Regions from separate parts of the Gossypium hirsutum genome. Here regions 2 and 3 are each linked to region 1. The links are chromatin contacts, called in public Hi-C maps. All regions are on one chromosome and are shown on one strand. The core of a region is the stretch at or near the end of the contact, and the rest is flanking DNA. Distances in the headings are between cores, read along the strand shown. Region 1 has its middle 32 kb from the start of LOC121211384. Region 2 holds the start of LOC107933913 (receptor-like protein 44). Region 3 overlaps LOC107933495 (a long non-coding RNA gene).

Region 1 (3,814 bases), core at 364-2,863:
TATCTTTCATTGATATTTTGAATTTAAATTTATGATTTCATATTGGTACATTATGAAAATTATTTTAATTATATTTTAAAAAGTAATTGAATTGTATTACTACATTATAATTTAATAATATTACATGTGTAGCCCCTGAAATTAAACCTAGTATATATAAAAACAAGAATTCAATTTTTTAAACTTTTCATGTTTTTAACATTCTATTTTCTTTTTTAATTAATAAAAAAAGCTATAAATATGATAAATTAATAAACTATTAAACAAAAATCTAAAAATAAATATAAAATTCAAATTCAATCCCAACTTCAGTCGGACAAAATGCGAACCTTTTCATACTACAATATTTTCGTAGTAAAATCTGCTTACAGATTAGTGCATGCTAAAGAGGTTGAGACTGAGGGACTACATAGCTAAGAGAGAGACAAGTTGTGTATCAGAACGCCGAATAACCCTTTGGAGATTAATTTTACCTAGCAAGGTTTGTTTTTTAGCTAAAGATTGCTTCATGATCTGCCACCAATAAGTGTGCAATTTGAGGGGGTGCAAGGTACTGAAGATGATATTCACCCTTTTATGGACATGCGTTGCTTTCAATCAGCCCAGTTTCAGCTTAGTTAGAGGGCACCAATTTGATTAGATGTTTGATTAGAAGTGGTTACTATGATGGAAGCCTAGCAATACTCTTCAAGGCCCACTGGCTATTTGATTTATATGTTTGATATGTCAAAATCGAGAGCAATGCTTTATTGGTTATTGGAATATGTAATATCATAATAATAATGGTAGAGGTTTATTCTATTCAAAAGTCTATGCGGCTAAATCTCATTTATAAATTCTGTTTATTGTAAATATAAATTCAAATTTGAGTATAATTTTTTTCGTATCCTATATGAAATTAGACAAAATTTCATTTAGTTGTATCATTATTGAATTAATTTATGTCATTTGATAAATAATGAAAAAAGAGTAGGATTATTTTGAGAAATGGGAAATTTAAAATGTTTGGGGATGAAAATGGAAAAATGTTTATAATACTTAAGCCGAATCAGATGCAATTTGAAAGATTTTGTGCGCTCATGGATCGAGGCTTAACGGAAGAACTTTATAAGTTTCGAAAAATTGAATATCCAATGAAAGAAATTAAATTTCAATTTATTTGTAGAAACATATCAATTGGTGGAACTACCGATAAAAGAAAAGGATGTCGAACTTAGTTTAGTTATTTAAGCTTTTTTTTTTTTGTGTGTCCAATTAGGTACTTGAACTTAGCTTCATAATTCAAATTGGTTTAAATAAGTCATTCATTGTAAATATTAATTTGAAAAAAAAATTAAATTTAAGTACCAATTTAAACTAAAAAATTAAATTCAAATATTTAATTGACCCAAAAAAATTTAGTTACCAATTTAAAACTTAGGAGGAGGTTTAAGTTGGTGGTAGTCAATGGCTAATCAGTTATCTAATTATGGAATCATTGAGCAGTCTAATGGCAATACTGCCACGAAAAGATGGTAAAAACTCTTAGAAAGGAAATAATATTGGACTTGAAAAAAAGAAGTGATTTAGTGGGCTAGATCCCAGCCAATTGAAAACCTAATCCAAATAAGCAGCCCACACAATAGAAACGTTGATGATCTCTCAACCACCAATCCAGCAACAAGAAATTCCTCCCTCCACAAATTTCATCAAATAAAATTGGGGTCAAAATAAATCGACCATTTTTTGTTTCTTGGAAAGTTTTCAGTTTCCCACCCTCTGTATCCCTACAATGACCACCTTACCTTCACAAAACCTGCAATCGGTGCGACCTCTATATTTTTCTTCAATTAATTCTCTTAAATTTGGATCTCAAATTCCTTCATTAAAATTCCCCATTTCTTCTCCTATAAAACTAAAACCAGCCAAGCTTTTCACATGCAATAATGGCACCAACAACTCTGGGGTCGTGGGAAAAGCCTCTACCTCTGAATTCAGTGCAGATATAGGTGACGTCCTTGGGGATGTTACCATTTTCACTGCTGCTGATCAGCCTGTCTTTCTCAAAGACCTTAGGGACCAAAACCAAGTAAATTTTACTCCTTTCTTATTGCTAAAAACTTGCTCCGATCTTTGCCTTTTATTAATTTATTCTCTTTACCCCCAACAGGGAATTGCAGTTGTTGCACATCTACGCCATTTCGGATGCCCTTGTTGGTCCTCACTTGACTGGGCGTTTATTTATTTATTTATTTATTGTATGTGTAAATTTATATGATTCATTGCTAAACAAGTTATGTTCTTTGATTCATTATTAGCTGGGAACTTGGTTTAGAATTGAAAGAAGCAAAAGCAAGATTTGAATCAGCTGGAGTTAAACTGATTGCAATCGGCGTTGGTACACCTAACAAAGCACGTTTGCTTGCAGAACGGGTACCATTGATACCAAATTTATTATTATTATTATAATTATTGTTGTTAACAAATTTCATAAGTTGGCTCACTGAAATTGATTCAGCTACCATTTCCAATGGATTGCCTTTACGCTGATCCAAACCGAGAGGTAATATCAGTGTGTTAATGGATCCATATTTTCCCTTTAATTGGTTTTTTTAACATTCTCCTTTTCAGGCATATGATATTTTGGGCCTATATTATGGCTTTGGTCGTACATTTTTCAACCCAGCAAGTGTACATCTCTTTTCCATTCTCTGCAGTATTTTGTTCTCGATTTTTCAGATTTCAGTAATTTTGGACACAAACATCTATTACATTGATGGAGTGTAAAAATAAAACAAACACATGCTTGTCAATCATACACTGTCTAGGTCGTGCAGACTAAAGTGTTTTCAAGATTTGAGTCCCTGCAAGAAGCTGTAAAAAAACTACACAATTGAGGCCACCCCTGACGAAACAAGTAGTGTACTGCAACAGGTAAGCCTAATTTCATTTTAGCTTGTATAACCCTAAATTCACTGTTATAATATAAGTTTTCCTCTTTGATACTATCAAGGAGGGATGTTTGTGTTCAAAGGTAACAACTGTTAATATGCTCATAAAGATGAAGGAACCGGCGATCATGCACCTTTAGATCAAGTGTTTGATATATGTTGCAAAGTTCCGGCATGATGATAAAGTTAAAATGTATAGAATTTGAGATTTAGTCCCTGTATTTTAAAAGTTTAAAATTTAATCCTCCTACTCTTTTAATTTAAAATTCTTAATTCAATCATTACCATCGTTGGTAGTTTTTGTCTACTTATTATAGACTGATATAATAAATATATTAGATTGATTTGAAAATGTATAGGCATGATATTACAATTATATTGATAAATTCAATTTATTTATTGTTAAAATATTAATTATACAAAAAAAATAGTTAAGAAAGTGTATAAAAACTAATTTAAAAATATAATAGTGTATAAAGATCATTTCCCTATTCATACATACACATGGAGGAAATCAAAAGTATAAATAAGGGAATTAAAGGGTATATATAAAAATTTAAAGTAAATAAATTGTTAGGAAAAAAAACTTATAAAGTTTATTTTATTTAATTTTAGAAAATATATTTTAATGTAAAAATACTCTCTTTTTTTTAATATTAAGAACAATATTTCAAGGACCTTACATGTTATATTAAATTTTGAACAAGATGATTTCTTTTTGCTATTTAAATTTGGATTATCCAACAATAAACAACTTAATATGAAAATATTAGATATAATTTTATATTGCAAAAGCTATATAAATTAATTTTTAAATACCCTGCAAATGTAAAATTTTAATATGAATTATAATTTTAATGTTGAAAAACCTTTAGTCTAACTAA
Region 2 (4,163 bases), core at 1,267-3,766, 350 kb after region 1:
TACTTTATAACATAATGTCTAAAATAAACAGTTTATATTCTCAAAAGCACTTATAGATAGCAATGGTAAACACTATCAAATTTTTCAAAGATATCTTTCAAAAGCACTTTTCAATCTTAATGGTAAATTGGCCCCAAGTCTTTTCCCCTAAAACCTTAATTGTAAATTGATAAACAAGAACAATTTACTTACAAAATATGCACTCAGAATAAGTTCCTCCAATAAACAAGTCAAGTGCTCTTGTACGCACACATTAAACCTAAACAAGCCATCCTATATATAAATGTAATGTGGCATGGTAAATAAATCAATAATTCTTCAAAAGTAGCCTTCAAATATATTTTGATGGGTAGAGATTTTGTCGACATTATACTTACTAAAAAATAAAAACTCTTACTTATAAAAATTTCGATCACACTAAAAATCTCGATGCAATTCTTTCTTGGCTTGATTCTTGCATGATATATCTTAGTAATGAGTTGTTAAAAATCCTCAAATCTAAACAATAAAAAGCTCAAATAGCTTTGTTCAAAATGTACTAAACAAAAACGATAAATTAAAATATATTACCGGATTTTCGTTGAGTTGCAACTGATGTTACATTTAACCCTTATAATTGACACTAACACTAAAACATACCATTTAGAATGGACTAGCATTGATAAGTACGTCCCATAAATTCCTCAGGATACATGCTTGGTTCCAACACAATGTGTCTTTATCTTAGGCAAACAAAGTTTGGACCAGCTAACTCTGGTTCCTTTTGCCTTTCATTCACATCCTTTCCATAACAGGCTAGAGCAAAGTCGATTAAGCTAGACTAAAAATTTGAGGCATGTTATTATTTGTAACAATAGAGAAAATTTGTTTTTAAATTCTAATGTCTTGTTAGTGTAATAATATAAGAAAAAAAATTATTTATTACTTATGTATTATAATAATTAGACATAAAATAAAGAATACTTCGTATAATCTTAAATTTGAAATTAAAAAGATAAGTAATAACTCTTGTAAAAATTAAAACTTCTTCAAAATAAACAAAAAAAATTTATTCTCTTTACTAAAAATAAATTATGAAAATGACTAAATATTATCAATTTGAATTAATTTATTACTTACTCATATATTAAAATATGAATAAAAAATAATATTCCTACTATAAGTAACATAATTCTTTCATCATATCATAGAAAAATAAAAAATAAAAAACACGTTAATTCGTTATTAATGCTGTTTCGAAATTAGGATTATAATATGATATCCTTATGAAGTACCCCTTCTAGATGCTAATCTAATTTTGTTGCTGCTCCATGTGTGTGGTAATAAAATTAATACGTGCTAATAAGCAAAGCATTGACCAAAAAGGGTTCATGACAGTGAGTCAATTTGACAAAGAAAAGCACAAAACTTTTTCCCATTTCTTTTTTTTCTTTTGGTACATACTTTTCCCCATTTCTAATATATGATAATATTGTCTATTGACCAAAAAGGGGATGGCGTTGTCATTGTGTTTTTCGCCATTGAAATGAAGCTTTTGTTTCCTCAACGAAATGGTAAACATATTGATGTGCAAAACTCATTTTCACTATCAAAAAAAAACTAGTCAACCACAAAAGCTAATTTTATTAGTGCTTTTGCGGTTTATTATAATTAACGGGTTGCAGATAAATTGATTACAATTTATGTTTCACAAAAAATATCTTCATTTAACTATTTTTTCAACCCACAATCTATAAATATTCTTCTTTCTTCAATTAAATATATATCATATACAAAATTTTGAAATTTAATTTCCTTACAATTTATAATAGAATTTTTTTTCAATTTATTATTCAAGAAATTATAAATTTTATATTTAAACATAATTTTAAATTAGGTGGAGCTTCAGCACAATTCAAGTCATTAATATGATTCGATTATAATAAGCTTGATAATTACAAATTAGTGGCGTAAGAAAAATGGTGAGCAATCTTTACCAAACAAATTTTTCTCCCCCTCTTCCTTCCTTTCCTTTCCCTGTTACAAGATCCCTACAACACAAAGCCTACTCATTTTAACTACTAATTTAAAATCTTCTCTTGTTTTATTTCATTGAGTTAAGTTGGATAGGATTCGTACAATTATTATTATAACAATTAAGAAAATATTATAAGTAGAAGTATATCTTATATATAAAAAAGAAAAATTGATCATAAAATGTATTTTATTCTTATGATTAATAATCAAACACTTGACCACATGATTAAAAAATAAGATAAACAACTACACCACTATAGTTAACAATTAAAAATACTAAACTTTGAATCCATATGAAAAAAAAACTTTAACTTCTTATTTACATGTTTTTATAGAAAATTTTAAATGGGTACCAGACTTGAATCCCTAAGTAATGGGTTATAATGGTGTTTTAAGTTGTATAAATTATTTTACATAAAATTTGACATTTGTTGTATGACTATTTTAATATTTAAGCACAATGGCTTTATAATCTGTGTTGTCGTTATCCTTAGGCCTCAGTTGCGCAGCTCTGTCAGCCCCACCCTCTCACTCTCTCTCTCCCTCTGGCTTTGGCCTCTATTTTTTTAAACACTCTTTCACTTTCACCAAGCCCTTCCTCAACCTCTCTCTCCTTTTGGATTTCTAACCTGCGCCTATAAATTATAAACACAACAACAGGGAATTTTATGCAAACACCACTGCTTCTTCTTCTTCTCTCTCTGTTCTTCCCTGTTTCTATCATTTTCTTTGCTTTTAACGTCTATATGATTGTACCATTACAATAGTGAACAACACAAGGATTAGGTGAAAATCCAACAAAAAAAAAAAAGAGGAGGAATCCTCCTTCAACACCAAGTTTATATTACTTTTCACCCAAGATTTGCTGTTTCTTTTGGTTTCTGTTTAATGGGTCTGCTAATTGTGTTGCTCCTAACGAGCGCCGCACTTCCATGGGCTTCATCAGATCCGAGCGACGAGGCGTGTTTGACTCACTTGAGCCAAACTTTGAAAGACCCATTGAAGAACCTGCAAAACTGGACCAAATCCACCTTCGCAAACCCTTGTAGCGGCTTCACTTCCTATCTGCCCGGTGCCACTTGTAACAATGGTCGAATCTACAAGCTTTCCCTCACCAACCTCTCCCTTCAAGGCTCCATCTCTCCTTTTCTTTCCAACTGTACCAATCTTCAATCGCTCGACTTATCTTCAAACTCCATCTCCGGTACCATCCCCCAAGATTTACAGTATTTAGTCAACCTGGCAGTGCTCAATCTCTCATCAAACCGTCTCGAAGGAGAGATCCCACCGCAGCTTACCTTGTGCGCTTATCTAAACGTCATTGATCTTCATGACAATTTACTTACCGGTCAGATTCCTCAAGAATTAGGCCTTCTAGCACGTTTGTCGGCATTTGATGTTTCTTACAACAAGCTTTCAGGGCCAATACCAGCTTCTTTAGGGAACAGGAGTGGGGCTTTGCCAAGGTTCAATGCTACTTCTTTTGAAGGAAATAAGGATCTTTATGGGTACCCTTTGGCACCTATGAAAACCAAAGGGTTGTCTGCTTTAGCCATTGTTGGAATCGGATTGGGAAGTGGACTTGCTAGCTTGGTACTAAGTTTTACTGGGGTTTGTATTTGGTTGAAGATTACAGAGGAAAAAATGGCTGCCGAAGAAGGCAAAGTTAGTCAATATATGCCTGATTATTGAAACCTTAATCTGGGTTTAACTTGTTATTCAACATCATTCAACTCAAATGCTTCCAAAAAAAAAAAAACTCGAAAAATTCCAGCCTTCCAGGTATGTCTTATTTAGGGAAGTTTTCTTTTTTTTTTCTTCCTATTTTTGTTTCCTTTTTGGAGAGCTTTCTGTGTTCCTTTTTTAGAATTTTTTTGGGTTTTTATTTCATTAGGATATTCTCTATAATTTTTACTTTCAACAATCATCCACCAATGTATAAAGCAATTCAAACATGATCCGTAATAGTGCAGTTATTTATTTAGTGTATACGCTTTCCAATTGTTGGTTTTTTTTTTTGTTGTTGCTTTAGTCTGCATAAATTGCAGAATCAGTGGGGATGATGAATGAAAGAACTGCGCCCTGGAATTTGGTCTGCTGGTGGCAATGGCTTAAACTAAATTATAGATAAAAGAAGAAGAAATGGT
Region 3 (3,822 bases), core at 181-2,680, 400 kb before region 1:
CTAAAAATGGTATGTTTATTTTTAATTTAATAGTTTCAATCACTTATAAATTAACTTATTTAATCATTTCAAATTTTAGACTTTTCTTGTAATGCGTCAGAACCTACCCTACAGTCATGAGCTTTCATGAGTTGAAGGGTATGCTTGCTATCTCATTTTTGTTAACTTGCAACCGATTCATTTGTTTATATTATTCGATTTTTTGAAATGCATATATATTAGTATATGCTCATTTTTTGCATATATTTTCTAGGTATAATGCAAATGAAGATCTTTTGAAGAGAAGAAATTGATGCAAATAGAGAATATTAAAGACTATTACATTTTAATTGTGTTAATTTCAAAACTCATGTAGTGTTTTTAATTATGTAGTGTTTCAAGATTTATAATTCGATTATTTCGGTTAATTTAGTCAAATGAACGTTATCAAAATTTTTTTTGATATGTTTTATATTTGTTTTAACAAAAAAAAATATAAATTTTAGTTAATTCAATTAATTGACTAAATTAACCGAAATATTTTGATTTGACTAATTTTTTTTAAAAATATTGATTTGATTAACGGTTAAATAATAAAATTTTTTAATTAATTCAATTTATACTAATTTGGTTGGATTATTAATTCAACTGACTGTTTGACCATCCGTATCTCCCACCCAACTAGAATGATAATCTTGTTTTCCCCATGGCAGCCTTCATTTATAATTATTTACCATCATCCATTGTTTAATCGTTTCTTACTTTTTCTTTCCAAAAAGTTTAAGCTTTTAATATACCATCTTCCTCCCTTACCGAAAATTTAAGTCTTCATCATCTCTTTTAGATATTTAAGAATATGAATCTACAAAAAAAAAAAATAGAGAAGTTCCATGTCGTTTTTCATGGGAAGAAACCTAACATATACTGCTCATGGAAAAGTGTGGTCCTAGTTATTGGTGTTAAGAGAAGCATGTACAAGTTATTCGAACATGAGAGTGATGCAATTTGAGGGTTGGAAACTCAAGTGACGAAGTTCCTTCATCCAATATAATCATCAACATTCCCATTCCCTTCATAATTTCTGATCCATTCAAAAAATTTGCACCCATACCATATATTTGTTAAATCATACTTCCATCAAAACTGTATTTCACTCATATCAATCAACGACAATCTGATAATAATAAAGTAGAAACAACTAATAAAAAAAATTTAGTCATCAAGTAAAATAAAAAGGTTCAATAATCAAGTACATAAAGTATCAAATTCGAAATTAGATCTATAACCTGATAACCCATAGCTTTTAATGAGGGTCTGAGATTAATTTCTTTCAAATTATGGTATTAATCAAAATCCCCCTTCCAAAAAAATACCTCTTTATACTTTGAACACGCATAAAATTTCTTACCTTTGCTCCAAGGTATTTGAAATACAAATCGGCTCACTCAATCCCCCCACCATAAGATTTTGAGCTTCCTATAGGCATCTCCAACTTGCAATGTCATCTGAAACAAGAACCCTAACCCTCGACTTCAGAGAATGTTTTTTCTTTTTGGACAGTAACTTTTGTAACTTATAAAAATATTGTAAATATGTTTTACTTTTTTCAAAATTATTTCTAATGGAATTTTGGTAATTTAAATAATATTTTGTAAAAATGAATAAAATATCACACATGGCAGTCCTTGATTGGTGGAATTTTTTTAAAATAATAGTTAACTTTTTGGGTAAAACAAATTTTGAAGTGTAGCTTCGGTTGAGAGAAAAAAAGTTTAGGTACTAAATTAGGAAAACTAGTATAATTTAAGTATAATATTTTGGGTTAAATCTTTATTTTATTATATATTCGTGTGATCAATTTTTTATAAGATCGATATTAATTATATAAATACAAAAGGTTTTCTTGCATTATATTATAGGAGATGATACCGTTTGAGAGAATGGTACCAAACACAAGTACTATAGTCAGCTCGCGAACTTTTTAATTTGAGACATTTAAGATTTTGAAATGTAGTTGAGAAGACATTTGTTGTTCTAAAAAAATATTTTCCATATTAACATCACCTTAGTATAGAATAAAAAAACAAAATTGAATCATACTAGTATCTTGCATATTTTATAACTTGAATCATAAGTAGAATTAACACGATCCATACTTCGAAAAATATATGGAAAAAAATCTTGATAATCTTAAAAGATGTATATTCTAATTCAAATGATGAACTCGATCAAAAACTAACAAATGTTGATAAAGAGCATATGTTAAATATTAAAGAGTGAATAATCAAACAAATATGTACTAAAACAATTAGATAAATTTTCATATGATTTGTATTTTTCTTGTTATTTTTATTAGTAAATGTGTTATCAACTCTTTTTTTAGGCTAATGATTTAATTTTAATTGTTTAAAAAAAATTATCACACTAATCATTTTTATAATAATTAATATATATTTTTTTTTAAAATAGAAATTCACACTAATCATTTTTAACATAATTATGTTAAGAGTTTCCATGAACCTTCACCTCTTCATCAAAAAATTTGTCAGATACTCCATAAAATTCTTTTTAATAAAAATTTGCTGATAAAATTAACATAAAGCTGGTAAAAAGAGTAAATAAGCATTACAAGATGGGATTAGCATTTTAAAAATAAATAAAGAAGCACCTCACATACTCTAAATGCTAACATTTTTTGTGTAGGAAAATATTTTAAAACCCTATAAAATGCTATCATTTTTATTAGTGCCCAAAATTTTCTATCTATCATAATTTCCATGTATTTTTTTAGGCCCGACCACGCCATCTCCATGTTAAACCTATTTTCCAGCTGCCCTGCAGGAAAACTTGAAGATTTCTTGAGAATCATGTTAAGAGCAGATATAAGACATCACCTATGTCGGACTCAATTTAACCAACATCATCTTAGTCTTGCTTCTTTCAAAACTTCTCCTGCATTTTATATATGGAGTCATGTTAAGGATTCGGGTCGATTTGTGCAATGTTTTCTGGGCATCTACTGGCAACAACACCCAAGCTCAATGGGAACACCTTTTCCCTCACTGTGCTACTGAAACAAACCTTCGGTATGCATAGTGTAGCAGCTAAGCCAGTCAAACCACAACGCAGCTTATATTCTATTTTCGGTTCAGTTTGACATTTGAGTAGTTAACTAGACAAGCAGTGGTACAAAACAAGCATATGCACAAATTTATAACATAAACCATAACAGGCACGTCAATTGAATATTGCTAGACTGCGGTTCAGCAAGAGAAGTGAGTTATTCTTTTCATCTCTTAACAGCAAAAGCAGTATAAAGAAGGAATCCATCCTAGAACCACTAGTACCGTGTACAAAATGCTTTGATGCATACCAGCTTTTCCTCCATTGCTGATTTCTAGCTCAAAAACATCAAGACGAGCAACAACAAATGCTTGAACACAGTTTCAGAATCTTCAAAGGCAAACGGATCCCATTTTTTTTTTTTTTTGCTCTCAGAAACCACCAGATCAGACAAATTTTAATAAAGATATTCAACTAAGTCGAGTTGTTCTCATTCTCTTTTGCAGCAGCCTCTTCTTGCAGCTTCTTTCTCCAGTAATCATCAAGTGGAGGTCCGAATATTGCCTTTCCAGAAACAACTCCAATTCTGCAAAATCCAGGTAGTCATTTACTTCAACAATGAAAACAATTACATGTAAAATCGCATTAAGCCTCATATAAAGCTCTTAGCCTATCATACATGGCAACAATAAAGGTAAATACAAAGCTGGAAACTTTGGTTCCTTAAAGCTCCAAGACTACCAAAAGAAATTAAGCTAATTTGGCAAATTGAGAACTTAA

Evidence for each region. Hi-C and Micro-C count contacts between places; a contact is called where the count stands out from the background.
Region 2: a Hi-C map of leaf shows a contact between it and region 1, with 3 times the contacts expected there. The contact joins the promoter of LOC107933913 here to the enhancer-like site in region 1. A contact is called at or near these places in 2 of 34 Hi-C or Micro-C datasets (both in leaf).
Region 3: a Hi-C map of leaf shows a contact between it and region 1, with 1.7 times the contacts expected there. The contact joins two enhancer-like sites. A contact is called at or near these places in 9 of 34 Hi-C or Micro-C datasets (callus, hypocotyl, leaf and 1 more).

What each region holds. Positions count from the first base shown.
Region 1 is chrA12:44,396,603-44,400,416 of Gossypium_hirsutum_v2.1, forward strand. It overlaps the pseudogene LOC107924374. Among protein-coding and RNA genes, the nearest start is that of LOC121211384, 32 kb to the right of the region's middle. Within about 2 kb of position 1,614, at least 8 of the 9 cell types and tissues checked have an H3K27ac peak or open chromatin away from gene starts, as enhancers often do. A contact at or near this core is called in leaf, where this site is marked.
Region 2 is chrA12:44,750,690-44,754,852 of Gossypium_hirsutum_v2.1, forward strand. LOC107933913 (receptor-like protein 44) reads left to right here and starts at 2,517. Exons shown (of 2, transcript XM_041084094.1): 1 at 2,517-3,798; 2 at 4,065-4,163. The coding sequence starts at 2,905. The coding sequence ends at 3,708.
Region 3 is chrA12:44,001,486-44,005,307 of Gossypium_hirsutum_v2.1, forward strand. LOC107933495 (a long non-coding RNA gene) reads right to left here. Exons shown (of 2, transcript XR_001693641.2): 2 at 3,167-3,628. Among protein-coding and RNA genes, the nearest start is that of LOC107933495, 3.0 kb to the right of the region's middle. Within about 2 kb of position 1,431, at least 4 of the 9 cell types and tissues checked have an H3K27ac peak or open chromatin away from gene starts, as enhancers often do.